Linked DNA regions of Mus musculus: region 1 is linked to region 2. The links are chromatin contacts, called in public HiChIP or PLAC-seq maps. All regions are on one chromosome and are shown on one strand. Each heading gives the region's core, a stretch centred on a gene start, on an enhancer-like site or on the middle of the called end of the contact. The rest is flanking DNA. Distances are from core to core; before and after follow the strand shown.

Region 1 (3,276 bases), core at 622-3,121, 490 kb before region 2:
GCCTGGACCTAGTGGCAAGGCTGGGCTGCAAAGGCCTCGGGATAAATTGTGCTGGATCCTCACACCTTCGGTGTGTCCTAAACCATGGGGAGAAGAAAGACCAGTTGGACAGGCCCAGATGAGGACGGCAGAATCCTAGAGAGGGTTCGGGACAGGTCCAAGGTCACAAAGCAAAGAACTGGCTCAAATGGTTGGCAGGAGAGGGGGAGATCTCAGCTCCTAAGGACTAGGCTCACTTGGGCTTTCCTTTCCTTGGAAGACTCCCAAAGGGCTTCTTGAAGGTCCAGCAGATTTTTTCTGCCCTTCCCTCTCACTACCCCACCCACAGTGCTGAAGTTTCGACAGGATCCACATGAGTGACCCAAGTGGGATCAACAGAGTTAGTATCTCCACCAGCTCACCTCTCTTTATGAAATTACCTTGGTCTAGGCTCTGCCTGTGACCCTCCGTGCTCCTTCACATTTTGATTCCCACAACCATTGCTCTGGGTTGAGGGCCACTCTCATCCACCCCTGACCCAGATCCCAACTGCACAGCAGGCTGAGGATGACAATGGAGCACCGGGACTCAAAGCCCTGCACACCAGGGTTTTCTCTTAATTCCTAAAAGTCCAAGAGGCGGCTTTCGGTTTCCATAGCAACCGCTAAAGACCTACAGGCTGATCCTCATCTCCCAGAGAAAGGCATTCCGATCACGGGAGCCAGCCCCAGGCTACTGTTGATGGATCTGCCTCCCTTTATACAACTGGACTTTCCCGCTAAAAGGCCCAGCTTGAGCTGCTGGTGAGGCCCTTACCTTAAAGGGCAGGTCCAAGTTCTCACCCAGTTTCCATACACACATTGAATGCCTGGAATGTGCGTGGAGGTGTGGGAGGTGGGGGCTACCTCCCAGAACAAACAGGCAACTTCAACTTCCCTTGAGGACCTGGGAAAATAAGTAAGAGATGTAGAGAAAACTACATTCCAGGAGGAAGGGCAGGGGCAGGTCTTGAGGTAGAAGACCCGCCACAGCTGGGAGCCTACAGGAGCAGTGAAAGGCTGCCTGCCTAGCAAGTAGCCAAAGGCTATAGGTAGGTTCCTTTCACTCTTCAGGGACAATCTCATCTTGTGTCCTTCGGGTGATGTGAGGATTACCTGAGTAAAGACTTGGCAAACACTTAGCTCAGGGCTTGGCATTCAGTCTGTGCTGAACCGACCGTGGCGGGTCTCCTTCACAGTCCAGAGCTCCCTGCACCCCTACAGGGCAAAAGGCGTGCCGGAGGCCCGCTGAAGGGTGGAGAGAAAAGGGAGGAAGAAATCCAGGCCTTGGAGCCCGGCACAATCACAGCTTTCTAGACAAGAGTGGGGGATGCCTGGCCCTGCCCCAGCGGCAAGGAGGCTCTTGGCCAGCAGGAGGGGAGGTGGCCTTCAAAAGGGCACAGTGCCCGCATCTTCCAGTCTGCTTCTGGGTAGGGCTAAGGGCCAGGGAGGACGCCTGCAGGCTACAGGTGGCCCCAGCAGGCCCAGCCTCCTGTCGTCGAACTGAGCAGGTGTCCCTAACCTCTGGGCCGGACATTCCTATCCCATCCCCACTACCCTCAGCTTCCTAAACTTCCGCGGTGTGTTTGCCAATTCTTTGAGAGTCATCCGTTCCTCCCCTTAGGAATGGAGTCCCAGAGCCAGGAGGGTGCAGGTAGTGGGCACAGGACCACCCTGGGTAGCCGTCCCCAAGGCCTTTAGCCCTCCCCGTGCCATGGTGCAAAACCACCCTAAAAGGGGTTGAAGGTTCCCAGACCGTGCGGTGCAGGGGCGGGGCCCTGCCGGGGGTCTCCCCGCCCCTTCCAGCTCAGCTAAGCAAAGGTGAAACCTGAGCCCAGGTTGGGGGCGGGGCTAGTTCGCGATTCTGACCGGGACCTGACTGCAGGGCGGTCGCAGGAGGAACAGGGCCTTCCCGGAGCCACTGGAGCAGGTGAGGCCAGCTGCTGCGCACAGCAGGGCGAGTAGCCGTCGGGCCCCGCGGTCCAGTGCTCATCTTGCTATGGTCCTTGGTCCGCAGGGTCGGTGATGGAGCCCGCAGCCCGGGGTCGCGCCCCGCCCTGAGTCCCACAGTCATGCTGCCCCGAGGTCGCCCCCGGGCAATGGGGGCCGCCGTGCTGCTGCTGCTGCTGTTGCTAGTGGTTGGCTTCTTCCTGTTCGGCCGGGACCCGGATTGTAAGCGCCGGAGCTGGGCAGGGGAAGAAGGGACCCTGTGTGACCGCTGCCTGCTCACGCCACGTGTCTTTTCAGATGGACTGGGCACAACTGCTACCCTCGATGAAGACCCGTACAGGAGTCGCAACCTCTCCGCCTCCAGCCCGCAGCTTCTACTGCCACCCAAGTGCGAGGTAGTTGTGCCAAGTGCTGCCATCCCCGAGGTTCCTGGCCAGTCCAACCATCTGGGCATTTGTGGGAACCACAGCACCTGACATGTAGCTACCCAGCTGGGATACCAGAGGACGCTTGCAACGCACGCCCCCCACTCCTGTTCTAATTCCTCACTTATGAAATTGAGGCGTTGCATCTAGGCACCCCTTCTCCCCATCCCCACCTCCGCTCGGATGCCAGGTGGGGCTACACTGTTCTAGACCAGGATGGCTAAGCTAGCTAGTAGAAGTTGAGGGCCGCTGCTGACCTAGGTGTCCCCTCCCCAGATGTTGCATGTGGCTATCGTGTGTGCGGGATACAACTCCAGCCGAGAGATTATTACCCTAACGAAGTCCCTGCTATTCTACAGGTACAGACAGGCCTGGATGAGGGTCAAAAACCTGCCCGTAACAAAGCCCCACTGTTCTGAGTTTCCTTTCTTATGAAGGGGGCCACCAGAACATTCCCAAGAGCTCCTTGTAGCAGACAGGGCTTCCTCCCGTGGGGAGAATCCTGTATTGTTCCCGCACAGCCATGTTAGGCTAACTTTCTCCACCCAAAAGGAAAAATCCGCTGCACCTCCACCTGATAACTGATGCCGTAGCCAGAAACATCCTGGAGACACTCTTCCGAACATGGATGGTGCCAGCGGTGGTGGTCAGCTTCTATGATGCGGAAGAACTCAAGGCAGGAAGAACTCTGCGCTCGTGCTCAGCTAGGCCCACCTTCTTCTTCCTTTCAGCAGTGGGTGGTGGGAGAGGAAAAACTCTGTCCTACTAGACCTCCTGGAGCTGAAATCTTTCATCCTTTGGGGGGGGGGGGGCGATGGCTACGTCCTGCTGTGCCACTTGCTATGTTATCTCTACCCCCGCCCCCTCCGGACAGCCCCTGGTCT
Region 2 (3,369 bases), core at 236-2,735:
AAAGCAATGCTCTCAATGTGCATATACACACATACACATTCATCTTTCAAGAGATAAGAACTGAAACTGATAGTGGTTACCTACTACAAGGAGTCACAGGCAGCAGGGTGTAGGGTTAAGAAAGTTCTTATTGTATATCCTTTTTTTAAAAAAAAATTTATTTTTTTATTTATATGAGTACATTGCAGCTGTCTTCAGACATACAGTAGAAGAGGGCATCAGATCCCATTACAGATGGTTGTGAGCCACCATGTGGTTGCTGGGAATTGAACTCAGGTCCTCTGGAAGAGCAGTCAGTGCTCTGAACTGCTGAGCTATCTCTCCAGCCCCTTATTGTATATCCTTTAAGTAAGTTTTGAGTTGTAACTATATTATCTAATTTAAACAATGATAAAGTAAAAAAATAAAAATAACTGAAGATGAACTATGGCCAATAAGATATGAGTCACAAATCTACAGATGAACTTGAGTTTTCAATAAGGAAAAGGCAGACTCTTCTACCATGGATTTTTAGAAGAATTGGAGAACAGATTAGTGTACCAGTCAGCAAAATGGCTCAGTGGGTAAAAACATTTTACCTCACAAGCATGGTAACTTGAGTACAACCCCCAGAATTCATAGTGGAAGAAGGTAATTTATTCTTGAAAGCTATCCTCTGACCTCAACACATGTGCCGTGGCATGTGCATACCTACACACAATAATAAATAAAACAAAAAATCAAAAGAACAGATTACTTGACTTGATTTATGGCTTATAGGCACTTAGAATAAAATGAGTAGTTGCTACTTAGGATTCACTAAGAACAAAGCATTAAAAATTATTCTCATTTATCTTGTCTGATAAGAATATTAAAGACTGGTACATCATAAAATGATTATCTTTCAGTAATCAAGATATTTTTAGCTGTATCTCCAAACTCTTACAATGCTTTACATGATACTGAAAACATAAGTGTGCTTGTCTGCGGCCCTAACACTTGAGGCTGAGGCAGGAGGACAACTAGTTCAAGGCTAGCCTATACTATACAAAGCTACTGTCCTTTATTATTGATTTATTTAAAAGACTTGTTTTACTTTTCATTTATGTATATGTGTATTCATGTATGTTTTCTTTCTTTTTGGGGGGGTAGGTGGGGGTGGGGTGGGGCGTCGGGGTTTCTCTGTATAGCCCTAACTGTCCTGGAACTTGCTCTGTAAATCAGGCTGGCCTTGAACTCAGAGATTTGCCTGCCTCTGCCTCCTAGATGCTGGGACTGAAAGTCATGTGCCAATACACCTGGCATGTGTACATTTTCTGTGAATGTATGTTTGGGTACTCTCAGAGGCCAGAAAAGGGCAATGGATCCTATGGAACAGTAGTTAACAGGCACTTGTGAGTTTCCCATGGTGCTGGAAACTGAACTCTAGAGTCCTCTGGAAAATTAGCAAGTGCTCCTAACTGCTGAGCCGTTTCCCCAGACCCTGAGAAGCTGTCTTTAACAGGGAAGAGCTTCAGATGTGAAACCGAAAGTAAAAATAATTCATGTTCCAAAACCATGATAGGAACCCAAAAACATACCTTAACAAGGCTTAATGCAATTTCCTGATTTATTTGCCATTTTTGCTAGAAATCTAAAGGAAGACTGAGAAGAATGTTAATCAAATTAGCAGATGATCCCTAAGACTGAAAGAGAAGGACAAATAAAGGTGCTGCAAGGAAGAACTAGCACTGCAACGACAGGAAGATAATACAAACGGGCTGAATGCTGGCTTACTAACAGTTATCAAGGAACTTTAAGTTACCGTAAATGCAATATTAACTTCAGAAAACGCTGCTGGGATCTGTAGCAAACATCACTGTATTGCGTTTTAGCACACATCATTAATTTTCTGATCTGTTCTGTTTCACCCACAAAGTTAAAGGGGGAAAGAACAGATAGGAAACCACATTAGAAAAAAAAATCTGCAGAGCTTTGATCTGAAAGGTGAGATGTAGAGGAACTTTCCGATTACTGAAGGACTGTGTAAAAGAAGTAAACCAATTACATGGCGTTGCAGCAGCAGAAATAGGATGAATGGGATGAAGTGACCTCAAAAGAAAGACTCATGGTAGCTTGCTGTGAGAAAGAACCTTCCAGCAGAAATGTAACAGTGACAGTGAGGCCATCAGCAGCTGCAGACAGGTTGGGGCTGATTCTCACCTCTTAGGAATGCACAAAAGCCCTTCCTTAGGCAGGGGAAACATCTGCAATGCTGAACAATGGGACCATGGATGTCTTTCAAAGGAAACATATCTATCAGTCACACACATTTGTAAACAGATATTAATCACATCACTCATCTGCTTAGTTGAGGCTTGGATTTGCCAACAAGTCTCCACTCACTATGGCCTTTTCTCAATGTCAGCTACCTCTTTTAGTCTTTTAGTCTCTATGAATCTCTCCACAAATTCCTCGGGGGAGATCTGGCGTTTCCCCTAAACTGTTTTCTGAAATGTGTTACTGGTAGCTGAGGCTAAGCATACAGAAATAGTGCATGACCATCAACAACTTAATGAGAGACAGACAATCCAGTGCTACTTTGCTGCTTTGTATTTTTCAAAGTTCTGTCTCACCAGAAACCCATCTTGCCCATCACTACTCACCATTACTGATTTCTGGAAGGTCAAACTTAGTGAAGTCCCACCACTGGAGCCTGTAGGTAGTATTGGCAATGTTACTGGCCACAGCAGACTGTCCATCTCCAATTACTGCCCCTGATGACAGAGAAGACAACAAGACCACATTAGACTACATACAGTGCATTCTTTTTCTGTATGCTTCTACTGCAGAATATAATGGAACACATGAGTTAGTAGAGGAGAAAAAGAAGAATCACAACTAAAACTCACGAAAGATTGAGAGATCCACATGGCAAGTCACTGCAAAGAGAAACTAGACACAACCTTTCACAAGAAACAGTTCTATGTGGAAATGGAACATCATTCACATGTCCTTCCCATTATTAATGTGTCAGGTCCTGAATATATGCTGTCTAAGAATATATACATTATCTGGGGACACAGATGAGTTTTCATGCAAATGTTAGTAAAGAAATTTGACAACAAGGGGAAGCTACCATGAACACAGACCAGGTGAATTTCAGTTCAGGCCTTGCAGTTCTGGGTGTGTTAGGAGAAGCAGGTCCTCCTTTTTTAGTGACCTTTTTCCTAATAAGACATCTCAAAAGAGGACTTCCTCCAGAGAAGAGGCAGTCAACACATGGTGACTGGAGAGAGGCAGTAAAGAACAAATGAGCTAACACTGTTAATCTCTTTTGAAATGCAGGCATATAACACAGCAGATATTTATGAGTCTGCCTTTGTAACATGAGATTATTTTTATTAAGGC

Evidence for each region. HiChIP or PLAC-seq counts read pairs in DNA pulled down with a chosen protein or histone mark.
Region 1: a contact with region 2 is called in an H3K27ac HiChIP or PLAC-seq map of large pre-B cells, with 2.9 times the contacts expected there. The contact joins the promoter of Large2 here to the enhancer-like site in region 2. A contact is called at or near these places in 4 of 39 promoter capture datasets (cranial neural crest, embryonic stem cells, liver and 1 more), 2 of 115 datasets of contacts at active chromatin or transcription factors (embryonic stem cells and large pre-B cells) and 1 of 9 other capture datasets (adipose tissue).

What each region holds. Positions count from the first base shown.
Region 1 is chr2:92,369,652-92,372,927 of GRCm38.p6, reverse strand. Large2 (LARGE xylosyl- and glucuronyltransferase 2) reads left to right here and starts at 1,871. Exons shown (of 15, transcript NM_172670.3): 1 at 1,871-1,947; 2 at 2,035-2,189; 3 at 2,265-2,362; 4 at 2,669-2,751; 5 at 2,945-3,068; 6 at 3,267-3,276. The coding sequence starts at 2,090.
Region 2 is chr2:91,875,082-91,878,450 of GRCm38.p6, reverse strand. It overlaps Ambra1 (autophagy/beclin 1 regulator 1), which reads right to left. Exons shown (of 18, transcript NM_172669.3): 12 at 2,625-2,735. Among named protein-coding and RNA genes, the nearest start is that of Chrm4, 45 kb to the left of the region's middle. Within about 2 kb of position 1,485, at least 55 of the 459 cell types and tissues checked have an H3K27ac peak or open chromatin away from gene starts, as enhancers often do.